Linked DNA regions of Mus musculus: regions 1, 2, 3 and 4 are each linked to region 5. Evidence: chromatin contacts called from public ChIA-PET and promoter capture Hi-C data. All regions are on one chromosome and are shown on one strand. The core of a region is the stretch at or near the end of the contact, and the rest is flanking DNA. Distances in the headings are between cores, read along the strand shown. Region 1 holds the start of Phpt1 (phosphohistidine phosphatase 1). Region 2 holds the start of C8g (complement component 8, gamma polypeptide). Region 3 holds the start of Edf1 (endothelial differentiation-related factor 1). Region 4 overlaps Traf2 (TNF receptor-associated factor 2). Region 5 holds the start of Man1b1 (mannosidase, alpha, class 1B, member 1).

Region 1 (2,815 bases), core at 34-2,533, 240 kb before region 5:
AAGATGGCCTTAAAAATCTGCCTTCCAGAGAAGATGGAGAGGTGGGAAGCGTGTGCTGACGAATTAGCAGACAACCCTACTGAGAGCAGCTCCTACCACGGAATGACTTGGGAATGAGTAAGGAACAGGGCTGTCCCTAATTAGGAACTGGACTAGGAAAGGTGCTTAGTAGTGAGCCACCAAGTGTGGGTACGGTTAAGGAGTCGGTGCCGAGGCCTGCCCCGAATCCAATCCTGTGTGCAAAAGTGCCCTGGCTGCACTCCAAGCTGAGAGAGAAGCCAAAGCCTGACGTGTTGTGGAGAGGTCTAGGCTTCCCTAAGCCCCTTGCCTGACCCCGTACCTGGATCTGAGCCCAGGACTTTGTGGAGGGTGTGACCCAGAGAGGGCTTGCGACCAGATTCTCCAAGAATCTTGGGAGAAGAAGAAGCCCCAAGCCCTTAGGAGCTCTGAAAGTTCAATTGCAAGAACCTGGGACACACACCTATGCACGAGGGTGTGCACACGCGCCAGCTACCCTCGACTGGATGTCCCCGGGACACTCCAGCTCTCTCTCCTTGGCCCCTGTCTTAGCACATGCCCGGATGCCGCTCTTGCAACACTTGCTGCCCCGCCGCCTGCCGCCCTCCCCAGGGGCTCCACAGTCCCTCCTGCGGCAGACTGGCAAGAACGCCTCTGACGAGAAGGGCAAGTGCTTTCGAACCAAGTAAAATAGAACTTGAATGTAGCTGCTGCTAATAACTCGGTAGTGGTGGTGGTGGTGGTCGTCGTCGTGGCCGGGGGGGGGGGGGGGGGGGGGAGCATTGCGTCAAAGCTTCCGGGAGTAGGAGCTTAACAACCCGCAACCGGAGTATTGTGGAAGGGGAGGCCCGAGGGTGTGAAGTGGAGTATGCAGGGGAGTACTTGAATTTGGAGAGACCGGAGAGAGATCCTCCGGTTTACAGGTGTTGGGGAAGAGAGGACTTCGGATTTATGGTTTACGGATTGAAGCCTTAGGACCCAGGAGTGGAACCGGAGTGCGTCCTTGCATCCTTTTGCTGCCCTGCAGCGGGTTGATTTACAGCACCACGGGTTAACCTATGCCTCGGCTCCTTTAACTGGGACTCATGAGCCCGATCCCAAAGCTGCAAAGAACTGGGTTGCAATTGGCCAGTCCGTGCCTCAGATTGGAGGTACAACTGGCTGAGGCTCTGGGCTAGGTAAGCATTCCCTCACGGGATTGGCCGTGGCTGCCAAAGGGCCCGCCTCCCTACGCATAGGCCTGGGTCGGGTTTGGTAAGGGGCTGTGGGGCCCAGAGATCGAGCGCTTCGGGGAACATGGCGGCGGACCTCGGTCAGATTCCTGATGTAGACATTGATTCGGATGGCGTCTTCAAGTATGTGCTGATTCGAGTCCACTTAGCAGAGCCTTCTGGGGATCCGGCGAAGGAGTGCAAGGAAATCGTGCGTGGCTACAAATGGGCTGAGTACCACGGTGAGGGCGGGGCCTCTGTGCCCTTGGAGGCGGGACGAAGGTTAGGGGCGGGGCCTTACAGTTGCTGGTAGCGGAGTAGTGACTGCTAATATATCATGACTTGTACTAACACATAGCTAGGCTGACCTAGAAACGTCGGGATTTGGGCAGAAAGGAGTGCCATGACTGGGATCTTCTTAATCCCGTCTCTCACTTCGAAAGTGTCTTCTTCCTCCCGTTCATCTTTTTGCCAGCGGGGGAAGGGCTCATCTTCTCTGGGAAAAAGACCACCAAGAGCTGGAGCTTCTGACCCCATATCCAGCCCTAGAGTTCAGTGTGGGGCCAACAAGGGCGGCTAGGGCATATCCTGAGGCCACTCTCCCCACCCCAGCGGACATCTATGACAAAGTGTCAGGCGAGCTGCAAAGGAATGGCTATGACTGTGAGTGCCTAGGCGGCGGGCGCATCTCCCATCAGAGCCAGGACAGGAAGATACACGTGTATGGCTACTCTATGGTGAGCTCCAGTCCCCAGGTCTCAGCCAGACTGCAAAGCTCACCTTTGTGAGCCTGACCCCACCCCCACCCCACCCCACCCCACCCCTCACACCACCATTCAGGCCACCTTTGGGACTCTGAAAGTTGGAGCTACAGAACCCTTACTTAAGGGCTGAATGGGTTTTCCTTTCCCCACGTTTTCCAAATGACACCTTGGGCTACATCCCCGACTTGCTCCAGATCCTGATGGGTCTGTGTCCTGACTCTCTAGGGGCCCTTGGAGCCACCAGTACTGGGGTCAAATTCACAGTTCTATGTTGATCCTTTTTCATAAAGTCCACCTTAGACCCTCAGGCATCACCTGAAGAGCTCTTCAGTCCTCATCATGATCCCAGTATGATTAGGATGGTAGGATCTGCTAACTTTCCCCAGGGCTGCTATTGCTGCGGCTTCTGGGTGGGCTCCCAAAGCAAAAAACTAGCAAACTGGCGGTCATCCTTTCTCTAGGGTTACGGTCGTGCCCAGCACTCTGTTTCAACTGAGAAGATCAAAGCCAAGTATCCTGACTATGAGGTCACCTGGGCTGACGATGGCTACTGAAGCTCTGCCCCACCCCCCACCCCCCGGACTAAGTCAGGTCTCTGCTCTTGCTGTGTTCTGTTTTGAGGGGCTGGCCCTGTGCTTTCCTTTTGTACCTTAGGCAGCATAGCACCTGCCAGGCCTTAGAGGCCAGACCAATCTGGTCCATAGGAATTAAAAGCATTGATATGCCTACTAGTCCCTGACTTGTGTCTTGCCTTCTTTACCTTTGGATTGCACCGGACAGACCTGCTCAGCTTCAGGGGCCCTGGGAACTACTGGTGCACAC
Region 2 (2,700 bases), core at 175-2,674, 170 kb before region 5:
CCCACCAGTGGCGGCTCTGAACCCAAGCCTCCTCATCGCCAACCCCAGGGAGAGACTGATAGTCTGGGGTTCCAGACATGGCAGTCCTAGCTAGCCCCACCAACTGCCCACCGGAGAATTCCACTGCACTGAGCATGTGCGGGGGGAGGGGAGGGATGTGTGCATCTCTCTTTGTGTGTACAAGTAGCACTGCCCCACCACAGACCCAACACTTCTTGAAGGACCCAGGCAGTAACGTTGCACCACCTTACATTCTCCAGGACACCAAAGGACTTGCTGGACCAGACAGCAAGCCCCTGAGTACTACTAGGCCAGGTAGAACCTGCGAAGTGGGGGGCAGCCCCACTTTCCAGGTGGGGGCCTTTGATGCCTTCCCCAATGCTACAGGGCACAGGGAGGCAGGTGAGCACAAGACAAGCAAACAGGTCTGGGCTGCTCAAACTGGCAGGTCCAAGGTTTAGCAGCCCACCCTGTCTTTGACCTTGCTGCTATAGGACTTCAGGCCAAGGCTGACTTTCTTCTGAGAAGGGGTTCCTGCTAGCCAGTGGCATATGTCGTTCTGGACTCAGGAGACAGCCTGGCCAGGAGGGTGGTTAAGAGTGATTGGGGTTTCTGAATGTCAGAGGAGACATCAGGGACCACGCTTTGCTGCTTAGCTAGAGTGGGCAGCAGCTCCTTCATTCACCCACTGAACACCGGAGGGTGGATTGGGACGACGTCAACCTGCCAAGGCCATCACTGGCCAGATAAGGCCACCAAAGGCTGTACAAGTGTAGACATTGCAGGAAAAAAATATGGTGACAGTGAACAAAGCCCGTGAAGGTGACAAAAGCCAGTTAAAGTAGGACAAGGCAGAGCGAGGCCCATGACCGGGACCAGGCCCGAGAAAATAAACGAAGGCCACGATCGGGGACAAGGGACACCGAAGGTGGCAGAAGGCTGGTGAATGCAGGACTGGGAGTAATGGGGCACAAGGCTGGTGACTGGGGACAGGGCAGATGACACAGGTGAGTGAGCACGGCGGGGCCAAAGCCGGGACTCACCGCGGTGCCTCTGCCCGCTGCGCTGCGCCCGGCTTCCGCCGCCGCTCTAGTCTCCACCTCCACGTCTTTATGGAGGCGCCAGGCTCGACGCTGAGAGCCCCGAGGCATCGATGGACCGTTCCCCCCCCCCCCCCTTCCCCGTCTTGCGCCTGCGCCTCAGGCTCCGACTAGCAGCCAGCGTTTCTTATGCGCCTGCGCAAACTCTTACTTTCCGAGCGTTCTGACTCACAGAACAGTACTCACTCCTGGCTACCCTAAAGGACGGAGGATTGAGCCAGGCTCAGCTGGGCCGGTTCGAGACTCTGCCTCTGCTCTCTCTGCTGCTGGGCTTTGAACAAGTGACTTTATGAGCACGTTCTTGTTGGTTGTGGAGTTAAAGACAGTTATTGCATGCATAGGGTTGAGCACTGACCACAAGTGGAAATAGGGGTGCAGAGGTCAACTCTTAACTTTGCACTTGGGACACAATGCCCAGCTCCTATCAAGGCTAGGTTCTAGGATGGACCCTGGCTTGGGTTAGGGGTTCAGTAATCGGAAGACAGATGTGGACTTCCTGGACTGTGCTTCCTGTGGCACTGGACAGTGGACTCTGACCTAGGACAGTGCACCCCTCCACCTCGCTGTCCTGTCACCTACTGTCCGTAGCAGGTTGGCCATGCTGTCTCCAGGGGCTGTGTTGTTCTTCACCCTGCTCTTGACAGCCAGTTCGCTGGGCCAAAGGACTCGAAAGCCTATTGGGTCTACCTCCCCCATCAGCACTATCCAGGCCCAGGTCAATTTCAGTGCTCAGAAGGTAAAATCTGGGAGTGAGTGGGGGTAGGTAAAAGAGCAATAAGAACCTGCCTAGCTTGGCGGGATTGGTCCAGGGTGCCCCATTTCCCCAGTCCTGAGCACTCATAGTCAACTTCCAGTTTGCAGGGACATGGCTCCTGGTGGCTGTGGGCTCTTCGTGCCGCTTTCTTCAGGAGCAGGGACACCGAGCTGAGGCCACCACATTGCACGCAGCTCCCCAGGGTGCAGCTATGGCTGTCAGCACCTTCCGAAAGCTGTGAGTCCCAGCAGGACTTCATCCCAGCCCCTGAGCCCATCTTACTCTGCCCTCCTGACTCTAAACCTCATCTCTAGCTCTTCTGTGGCCTAGATAGCTATCCCATATGGCCTCTCCTGGGTTGGGGTTCCTAGAGTCTGGGTGCCTCCTCTTATGACATACCTTCTTCCCCTCCCCAGAGATGGGATATGTTGGCAGGTACGCCAACTCTTTGAGAACACAGGGGTCCCTGGCCGCTTCTTGTTCCAAGGTGAGGCAGGGGCATCAAGGGAGAGGGCTCTGGGCTGGAGGCAGAGGGGAAAGGACTGATGTGCTGTTGTGGTTCTGCCGCAGTCTCACGGGCCCGTGGACCAGTGCATATGGTGGTTGCTGAGACTGACTATCAGAGCTTTGCCATCCTGTACCTGGAACAGGGAAGGAAGCTGTCTGTGAAACTATACGGTGCGGACTAGTCCTGTGATCATACATGGCCTGTGCTTTTCACACATGACCTGTGCTCTGCATCCTCCAGGTCCACCTTGATGGACAGGGCGTCCCCAGATGGACACACACCCCTTCTCATTCCTTTTCTATCCCCATACTCTTGGCAGTAGGCACCCTTGATGAACA
Region 3 (2,700 bases), core at 182-2,681, 230 kb before region 5:
GGGTATATATGAGTAGGAGAACACACACTACATACAGGATCCAGCACAACTCAGTTTCAGGCATCTACTGAGCAGCCTCAGAATGTGTCCCCAAAGAAACAGGGGTACACTGTACACACATATCTAGATAACATGCATTGAACTACTGCTAAAAGAACCAACTCACTTTTACACTAAGACAGGTGTGAGCTGGGTATGGTGGCACAGGACTGTGATCCTAGCCCTCAGAAGGCTGATTCAAGCCTTCTTAGTGCTAGATACACTAGACCCAGAAATCAATATCAGAGCACGTGCATGCGCACACACAGTACAGGCGACCAGGTTCTTTATTGGAAACAGAGCTAGTTTTCTTCCAAACTCTGCTATAAAGCAGAAAGGTGTGGAATGCTGCCCTGGCTTCTTCGGCCAGTACGGTTCCTAATGAGAAATGACACACCCCACAGTAGTCTCAGTAGTCTCCCTGGGAAGTAGGACCACTAACGATGATGCCTGGGCCACAGTAACTGAGTATTAACATCCTGCTTCAGAGGAGTGGCATGTGAGCGTCTCTGTGTAATATGCTCAGACTTTCTACACACTTAAGGATGATTCCAAGTTCTCCTGAAAAGAGGACTGTGGACTTGGCTTCAACTATGGCAAATAACTCCAGCTCTGGTCAGTACCACTTAGGGAACCACAGCATCCAGGGCTCAGGGACACAGAGTTCACCTATGGAGAGGACATCAGACCAATGTCTCACACAGCCCTCTTTATAGGCTGACATCGCCTGGGTGGGCATCATGGGCAGGAAGCCACCAGTGATGCCAGCACAGGCTGATACCAGGTAAGGGCAAAACCTTCAGCAGGACTGCCCCTACCCTGGTTCCCAAGTTTCCTGCGCCTAATGCCCACGTTGCCCACCCCACATTTAGTGACCAGCCAGGTTCTCTGACCCACACTTGCACCTGTTCTCAATCCTGTTTTCATCTCCATCCAGGTCCTCACCCAGGCCTGTCCCAGTCCAGAGCCCAGGCCACATTCCCATCCCCCTGCTCCGACCTTTGCCCCAGCCTCGCGCAGGTCAGCTGCCCTCTACCCCAGTCTTTTCCCGTACTCCATCTCCAAGGAGTACCTGTTGTCCCCCAAGGTCTCCACCCTCGAAAGATCCGTTCGGGTCCCCACCCACTGCCGGATTCCCCGGCTCGGCCCAGCGACCGCAGAGCGCCGTGCGGCCCGGCAGCTTCCCGCCGCCCCCCGCTGGCTGAGCACCTGCTTAGACTTGGCCTGTGCGGCCGTGGGGCCCTTCTTGCGCAGCACCGTCACGGTGTCCCAGTCACTCTCGGCCATGGCGCGGCGGGGGCAGCGATCCGTCCGGCGGCTCTGGCAGCTGCTCGAGACCCGGCGCGGCGACGCGACGTCCCTTCGTCGCCTCCCCGCTTCCGGCGCCAGCGCCTCGGTCCCGCCCCTGGTTCCCATTGGTCGGTGGTTCCAGGAGCCCGCACTTCCCGAGCTCTGCGGCCAATCCGCACCCGGCTAGTCTAGGGACCCGCGGGGGCTGCCCGCGGGCGGCGCGTGGAGGGCGACGCCTGATCGCCGCCACGGTTCCAGTCCCGTGTCCCTGTGGCTGCGCAGGGCGGAGCGCCAGGGGTGGGAATTGTGTGGGGATCGAAGGGAGCGGAGAGTGAGGGACCCTAAAGGAGAGAAGAGCGGAGAGGACATGGAGAGCAGACGGGAGGACCGAAGAAGAGAGTGGAGGATCCCGAGAAAAAAAGTGCAGAAGAGAGAAGAACCTTAGTAAAAAGAGTGGGGACCCGGAAGAGAGCTGGGGCGGAGAGGGAACACAGGTATCTGCGAGGGGAGTGAGGCACGGAGAAGGGGGCCCTGGAGACCTACACACACGCCATGCTAGCACAGGTGCCGTACAAGTGGGATCCTACTGATCCCAGCCGGTCTCCACCACCTTACTTCTGGAGAACCTGGGCCAGCGTCCCCCACACCAGTGGGTATACACCTGTCTTCCAGGCCACGCCTTAGGAGATCCCAGGATAGAATCCAGGTTCTCTTGTGCTTGTAGCTTGGCATTATACCAGTACTTCGAAGTTCCTTTGGAGGTGCTCTCTGGGAGAGAAACAGCAGCTGGCAAATTTTGTGGGGCCAGAAACATGTGAACCATTGATGGCTTCTTTGGAATACATAGAAACAAAATTACTTTAAAAATAAGCAACTCAGCCTCGAGGTGGTGGTCTTTAATCCCAGCATTCGGAAGGCCGAGGCAGAAGAATCTTTGGGTACGAGGTCAGCCTAGTCTACCAAACGAGCTCCGGGACAGCCAAGGCTACATAGAGAAACTGTCTCAAAAAACAAACAAAAACACCCTATAAATACAAAAATACACACACACCAAAAAAAGGAGCCTGGAGAGATGCTCTCTCTCCAGGAACTGCTCTTCCAGAGATCCTGAGGTCCCAGCAACCACATAGTGGTTCTTGACATCTGTATTTGAATACTATGCCTTCTTCTGATGTGTCTGAAGACAGCTACCGTGTACTCATATACATTAAATTAATAATAATAATAATGTAAATTACTTCTGCAACACCCGTATTTGCCAGGTGGAGATATGAGGATCAGAAGGTCAAGGTTATCTTTAGCTACAAAGCAAGTTTGAGACCTTCCAGGACTACATGGAACCCTGCTTGGGGAGGAAAACAAAATGATTAT
Region 4 (2,700 bases), core at 199-2,698, 200 kb before region 5:
CTTTTTGAAACCCAAATAGTGCAGGTAGGCCTGTACCATAAGCCTGTCACTTCTTTCCACGTCCTACTCCAGTTCCCCAGAGGTACAGTAGGACGGGAGTGCCTTACATAAGAAGCTAGCGCCAGGCTGGCCTTGGTAACACCTTTGTGTTGCTTTGGCTGCAAAGTTTTCATTGTTTGCAGGAAGCTGCAGCTTTTAAGCTCAGTGGGAGTCTGTGGTGTATATCATACCCACCAGGGATTTCTCTATTGTTATTTGTTTTCTATTTCTTTTGAGTCAGTCTTTTTTTTTTTTGTTTTTGTTTTTTGTTTTGTTTTTCGAGACAGGGTTTCTCTGTATAGCTCTGGCTGTCCTGGAGCTCACTTTGTAGACCAGGCTGGCCTCGAACTCAGAAATCCGCCTGCCTCTGCCTCCCGAGTGCTGGGATTAAAGGCGTGCATCACCACACTCGGTGTGAGTCAGTCTTTCTATAGCCCTGTTGTCCTGGAATTCAGAGATCCACTTGCCTCTGCCTCTTGAGTTCTGGGATTAAAGATGTGCACTACCCTGCCTCACTCACAAGAGTTTTCTTGCTGTGAATTGTGTTGACTCTGGAAGTTATTTAACTAATGGGTATATTTGTTTTGGTCACAGAAAGTCATCTAGAAGGCCAGAGGAAGAGGTGGTCTATGAAAGGGGCCAGTGTAGTGTGGACATTAGCATGAGCTTTTTTTTTTTTTTTTTTTTTTTTTTTAGTATGTCACCTTTAGGCATCTTGAGTTAAACCTGCATTACAGAGGCCACGTGGTTAAGTGACACTCCTCCAGTCTACCAAGTTTCTCATTCCTCTTGTTGCTTTAGTCAACAACCTTCAAAGAAGTTTTTGATTCCGCTGGACATGGTGATGCACACCTATAATCCCTATTCTTAGAAGGCTGAGACAGGAGGACCATGTGTTCAGAGGTGGCCCAGGCTGCTAGTGAGGCCTTGTCTTTCCTATGCCTGCCTCTTGTGTCTGGCTATATGTCCCGTGACCTGTTGACTGGTCACACTTTAGGTTTCAGTCTCTAGCTGAGCAGTTTGGGCTTCACTTGGGTGAACAAGAAACTCATTTTTTTCAAGCATGGTGTCAGGACCTGATCAAGAGTCATAGTCCACACTGTATCCTTAAAATGAAATGCTTAGTGCTGCCTGTGAAAGAGACGGCTCCTAGGGAAGTGACATGCTTGGTGTATTGGGTGGATGCAGGAAAATGTGGGTGTAGGGCATGGTGGCCTATAGAACCTGTTTGCTCTTGAAGGTGTTTTGAGAGACCCCTGGGGCAAGTGGAATAATTCTTCCCAGGCCTGTGGTAGGCTTTAGATTCCCCCAAGATTTCTGTTGCTTCCAGGCCTGTGGTACTGTAGGTCAGTGACTGTGTGGGCCTCTGACTGATGGCCAGGAACTGCAGCCAGGCCATGGGCTTGGTGCCATGTGGCTTTGTAGGCATGCAGAGTGGAAAGTCCCTGGCTGCACCCTTTGAGAGCTCTGGAAAGTCCCTGAGATGAGTTGGGTTTGGTCACATGGGAGGGCAGGCACAGCTCAGCCTTAGCTGATTTTATTGATAAAAACTTGTCGCTGGTGGCAAATGTCACAAGCCAGAGAAGAAATTACACCCTCTTTGTGCAGTCATCACCACAGATAATCCTCTCTTCTGCCTGTCACAAATCTCTTTATTTCTTAGCTTTCACTGGAACTAAGGTTGTAACTAAAACATTTTTTTTATGGTTTGAATTATTTAAAATGTTTGAAAGATGGGAAAAAAATCCTGCTTAGCCTTTGGCTCTGTTTTCCTTTATGATAATGTCTTTCATTCTGAAGATGAATTGAAAGCTGTATTAAAGTCTGTTGTCCTGAAGGCAAAGCCTGGTACTGCACTAGGGAAAGCAAAGGCTGCCAGATCTCTGTGAGTTCCAGGCCAGCCTGGTCCCCACATAGTGAGTTCCAGGCCAGCCAGGCTACAGATTCCAGGGAACAGCTGAAACTGGGAAGGCAGGTGTGCCAGTCGGCATGGCCTCATCGTGGACTTGCTTTTCACATTTATTTATTTTATGTGTATGGGCTTTTATCTGTATATGTATATGTGCATCACTTGCATACCTGGTGCCCAAAGAGGGACTAGAAGAGGGCACTGGCTCCCTTAGAACTGGACTTAAGGTTGGCTGTGAGCCACCATGTGGGAGCTGGGAGTTGAACCTGAGTCTGCTGCAAGAGCAACAAGTGCTTCTAACCACTGAGCTCTCTCTCCAGCCCATCATTATAGTCTACATAGTGAATTCCAGACCAGGCAAAGTTATATAGTGAGACCCTTTCTCAACCACACCCATCCACCCCACCCCCCAAAATTTCAGTTTTAACAACTATATTTTCTTAAAATGTTAAATTTGAATTCTGCTTGAATAAATGCTGATAGATTTAGATTGTGTCTGCTAGGGGAGTTTGAGCTTTGTCTTTGTTGCCTGAATGTGTTGTTACAAGTGTGTCTTCTGTAATCCTTTATGGTCAGGACCTGAGGACAAGCATTCATTCCCTGGTCTCCCCCAGGACTCATCTAAAAAAGTCAGGTACGGCAGCATACGCCTGTAATCTCAAAGTTGGAGAAGCAGAGACAGGAACATCTCTGGGGTTTGGTGGCCTGCCAGCCTGGAGTATTGAGTGAATATTCAAGTCACTCTCAGGTTC
Region 5 (2,700 bases), core at 97-2,596:
GCCCAAGCTAGCCTCAACTCCTGATCCTCCTACCTCTATTTCCCAAGTGTGAAGACCACAGTCTTTTCCAGGCTGAATTCTTTTTCAAGCATTTGGCAGAGTGTGTCCTTAAACACAACATACAACAACCCCCTCAGCCCCGCAACATATCAATTTAATAGTGCCCAAACAGGCAGCTTGACTTGAGCAATCTGAAGCAATGTTTGGGTTTCCAACCTTAAAGCAGCCCAGAAGGAATCCTAGGATCCTCTCAGGATATCCACTGGTCCCAGGCAAACACACTGTACCACGTGGTAGGGACATGTGATTAGTGCTGATCTGCTGCTATAGACTGATGGGGAGGGGAGGGACAGCACTGTTGGCCCAAAGACCTACAGGGTCACCTGTACACCAGTTGGTCATACTGGGCTCCACATTTTCCCCTCTGCTGTATTTATTGCCAATCTGTCACCACATGCCTTGTGGTACTGTTTTATCTGGATTGCAATACTGTATCTGACCTCAGCCTGCATCTCCTCTGCTCGAGCACCACTGGTATTTCATACCTTTCCACTGGTCAGCCGTATGAAGAGAGTACAGGAATCCACAGAGAATCAGAAAGCCCAAGACGAAGAGAATCACATTCCGCTGTAGCCTCGAAAGCTGCTTCCATTTCTAAGAAAGAGCCGGGAAAATGACACTTGTCACAGATTCGGTTAAAAGAGCAATTCAGAGAGACCCTTATGTAAGGCTTGTCCTTACTTGAGGGCAGGTAAGTTCCCTCTCAGCAAAGTTTACATTGACAGAACAGTGCTAGAGGTGACAGAGCACACCATCCCATACATGGCACAAGATCTGTACACCATGTGTCCAGCTGCACGTGCACTGGAGAAAAACTCCTGAAATCCCCATGACTTGGCTCAGGCATCGTCGGACCATACGGGCTGTGCTCATTGCCCCCTCAGCTCAGGATCCCCAGGGCACCTGACATTAGGCAGGGGAAGCAACCACACCGAAACCCAAGCTGCGAGAACCAGACGCAGCACAGAAACTTCTGGACGCTGGAAGAGACACGAACGCTCCAGCTAGGTACTTCCCTCGGTAAGGCTTCCCCAGCCCGGACCCCGCCTCACCCTCCAGCATGAGCGCCGCCGCCGGCTCTTGCTGTTGTCGTAGCTCTCGCCCAGGCTCAGCGTCACCGAGATGAAGTCCCGGTGAGGCGCCGGCGGCGGCGCCGGCGGTGGGTACATAACTGCGAAGCCGGCCCAAAAGACCTCGCTTGCTGGAGGCGTCAGGAAGCCCAAGACTGAGAAAGACCGCGGGCTGCCATAACGAAGGCATCCACACCCCGCCCATCGCCCTAAACACCAGTGCGCACGCGCCGCGTCTTATCGGTCGTTGCGCAAGCTCAGAACCCTAGTCTAAGCACCGCGCCTGCGTACACCCTTGTGCTGGTATTTCCTGGCGGGTCACTGGCGTCACGATACCCGCCCCTGTGCCGTTGACGTTATTTCATCGCGTCCTTACGTCGCTGAATCGCGCGCATCCGCTCCATTGCAGGCGTCCTGCAGACTCCCTGTTGGGGGCGGACTGACTACGGTTTGGAGAAGTGTTCTTTGTTGCAGTTACGTCTGGCTTGAGTTGTGGACTATCACCCTTGCCGGAGTCCTGCGCTCGATCTCGGGGAGCGGGCATCACCCTGGCGCGCCTGGAGGTGAAACGCAAAACTCCTGACCGGAGGAAGGGACGGCCCTGCTGAGGCTGAGTCCTGGGGTGGCTCTGCGCCCTGAGGCCGCGGCCTGGCCTTTCTAGTCGCTCCGGCCTGGGAGCGACCCTTTCTGCGACCATTCCGCTCCTAGCCCTACCTACGTACTCGGCAACGGGTTTAAAACGACCTCACTTTTCCGTGCGCGTGGTTCCCTCGAGGAAAACATGCAAAACGACAAAACTGCCCACTGTCCGGTGGGTGAAACTGCTGCTTCCCAACTTACTTGTGGTATTTCTGAGCATTTGGAGAGTTCCCTACGTTGCGATCATTTAGTTTGAATCTCCTACAGAAGACCTACCTGATCCCGCGCCCCTTCCCTACATTTTTTTTTTTTTTTTTTTGTGGGGTTGGGGGAGGTTCGAGACAGGGTTTCTCTGTATAGCCCTGGCTGTCCTGGAACTCACTCTGTAGACCAGGCTGGCCTCAAACTCAGAAATCCGCCTGCCTCTGCCTCCCGAGTGCTGGGGTTAAAGGCGTTCGCCACCACACCCGGCCCCTTCCCTACTTTTAAGTCCTCACAGATCGCTATTACAATAGTGCTCTCAAATGTAGGTTTTCGGAACCATGGCAGATGGTGCAATGACTTTGAGGTCTGCATATCTTCCAAAATGAAGGCGGAGTTCTTGTTGGCTATTCACGCCAACTCAAGCCAGGTCTACACATTCCCACGTTCTGCTACTGCTTATGACCATGAGGTGGCAGTTGGCATACCAAAGGGCTAGTTAGAGCTCTACGTTAAAAAAAAAAATAAACCTTTGAGGGAAGAAATAGGAAGAGTTTGTTAGACCAAAACAAAATCTGGAGCTGAAAATCTTCCAATTCAAGCCAGGCAAGAATGATAAGCCACTGTGGGACAAATCCTTGTCCAAGTTCAGAATCTAGCGACATTGAAGGTCTTGAAGGGGTTGAAAGAGGAAAACCAAGTCAGCCACAGAGAGCAATGATGAAGTAAC

What was found. ChIA-PET counts read pairs in DNA pulled down with a chosen protein or histone mark. Capture Hi-C pulls out chosen DNA fragments and counts their contacts.
Region 1: a contact with region 5 is called in a promoter capture Hi-C map of adipose tissue. The contact joins the promoter of Phpt1 here to the promoter of Man1b1 in region 5. A contact is called at or near these places in 6 of 39 promoter capture datasets (the 3T3-L1 cell line, the HPC-7 cell line, embryonic stem cells and 3 more), 2 of 484 Hi-C or Micro-C datasets (CD4 T cells and muscle stem cells), 4 of 115 datasets of contacts at active chromatin or transcription factors (effector CD8 T cells, embryonic stem cells and pro-B cells) and 3 of 9 other capture datasets (adipose tissue, liver and pancreatic islet).
Region 2: a contact with region 5 is called in a promoter capture Hi-C map of pancreatic islet. The contact joins the promoter of C8g here to the promoter of Man1b1 in region 5. A contact is called at or near these places in 14 of 39 promoter capture datasets (the 3T3-L1 cell line, 3T3-L1-derived adipocytes, the C10 cell line and 11 more), 1 of 15 datasets of contacts at CTCF or cohesin (large pre-B cells), 1 of 484 Hi-C or Micro-C datasets (erythroblasts), 5 of 115 datasets of contacts at active chromatin or transcription factors (the SCID.adh cell line, effector CD8 T cells, embryonic stem cells and 2 more) and 4 of 9 other capture datasets (adipose tissue, liver, macrophages and 1 more).
Region 3: a promoter capture Hi-C map of adipose tissue shows a contact between it and region 5. The contact joins the promoter of Edf1 here to the promoter of Man1b1 in region 5. A contact is called at or near these places in 12 of 39 promoter capture datasets (the HPC-7 cell line, the SN4741 cell line, cranial neural crest and 9 more), 1 of 484 Hi-C or Micro-C datasets (CD4 T cells), 8 of 115 datasets of contacts at active chromatin or transcription factors (the 230-238 cell line, the SCID.adh cell line, bone marrow-derived macrophages and 4 more) and 3 of 9 other capture datasets (adipose tissue, liver and pancreatic islet).
Region 4: a contact with region 5 is called in an RNA polymerase II ChIA-PET map of effector CD8 T cells, with 14 read pairs. The contact joins the enhancer-like site here to the promoter of Man1b1 in region 5. A contact is called at or near these places in 14 of 39 promoter capture datasets (3T3-L1-derived adipocytes, the C10 cell line, the HPC-7 cell line and 10 more), 1 of 484 Hi-C or Micro-C datasets (olfactory sensory neurons), 5 of 115 datasets of contacts at active chromatin or transcription factors (the 230-238 cell line, the SCID.adh cell line, bone marrow-derived macrophages and 2 more) and 3 of 9 other capture datasets (adipose tissue, liver and pancreatic islet).

The regions. Positions count from the first base shown.
Region 1 is chr2:25,573,339-25,576,153 of GRCm38.p6, reverse strand. It overlaps Phpt1 (phosphohistidine phosphatase 1), which reads left to right and starts at 1,283. Exons shown (of 3, transcript NM_029293.2): 1 at 1,283-1,471; 2 at 1,842-1,966; 3 at 2,455-2,723. The coding sequence starts at 1,315. The coding sequence ends at 2,547. Ajm1 (apical junction component 1) reads left to right here. Exons shown (of 1, transcript NM_001005424.2): 1 at 1-738.
Region 2 is chr2:25,499,230-25,501,929 of GRCm38.p6, reverse strand. It overlaps C8g (complement component 8, gamma polypeptide), which reads left to right and starts at 1,424. Exons shown (of 7, transcript NM_027062.2): 1 at 1,424-1,836; 2 at 1,955-2,091; 3 at 2,271-2,341; 4 at 2,425-2,532. The coding sequence starts at 1,699. Fbxw5 (F-box and WD-40 domain protein 5) reads right to left here and starts at 1,180. Exons shown (of 9, transcript NM_013908.5): 1 at 1,044-1,180.
Region 3 is chr2:25,556,578-25,559,277 of GRCm38.p6, reverse strand. It overlaps Edf1 (endothelial differentiation-related factor 1), which reads right to left and starts at 1,431. Exons shown (of 5, transcript NM_021519.2): 1 at 1,249-1,431. The coding sequence starts at 1,326. It overlaps Gm35476 (a long non-coding RNA gene), which reads left to right and starts at 1,750. Exons shown (of 4, transcript XR_866044.3): 1 at 1,750-1,823.
Region 4 is chr2:25,533,154-25,535,853 of GRCm38.p6, reverse strand. All of the region lies in intron 4 of Traf2 (TNF receptor-associated factor 2), which reads left to right. Among named protein-coding and RNA genes, the nearest start is that of Traf2, 12 kb to the left of the region's middle. Within about 2 kb of position 1,448, at least 187 of the 459 cell types and tissues checked have an H3K27ac peak or open chromatin away from gene starts, as enhancers often do. A contact at or near this core is called in 3T3-L1-derived adipocytes, the SCID.adh cell line, the SN4741 cell line and 6 more, where this site is marked.
Region 5 is chr2:25,331,389-25,334,088 of GRCm38.p6, reverse strand. It overlaps Man1b1 (mannosidase, alpha, class 1B, member 1), which reads right to left and starts at 1,346. Exons shown (of 13, transcript NM_001029983.2): 1 at 1,113-1,346; 2 at 546-654. The coding sequence starts at 1,229. AA543186 (expressed sequence AA543186) reads left to right here and starts at 1,518. Exons shown (of 2, transcript NR_027448.1): 1 at 1,518-1,941.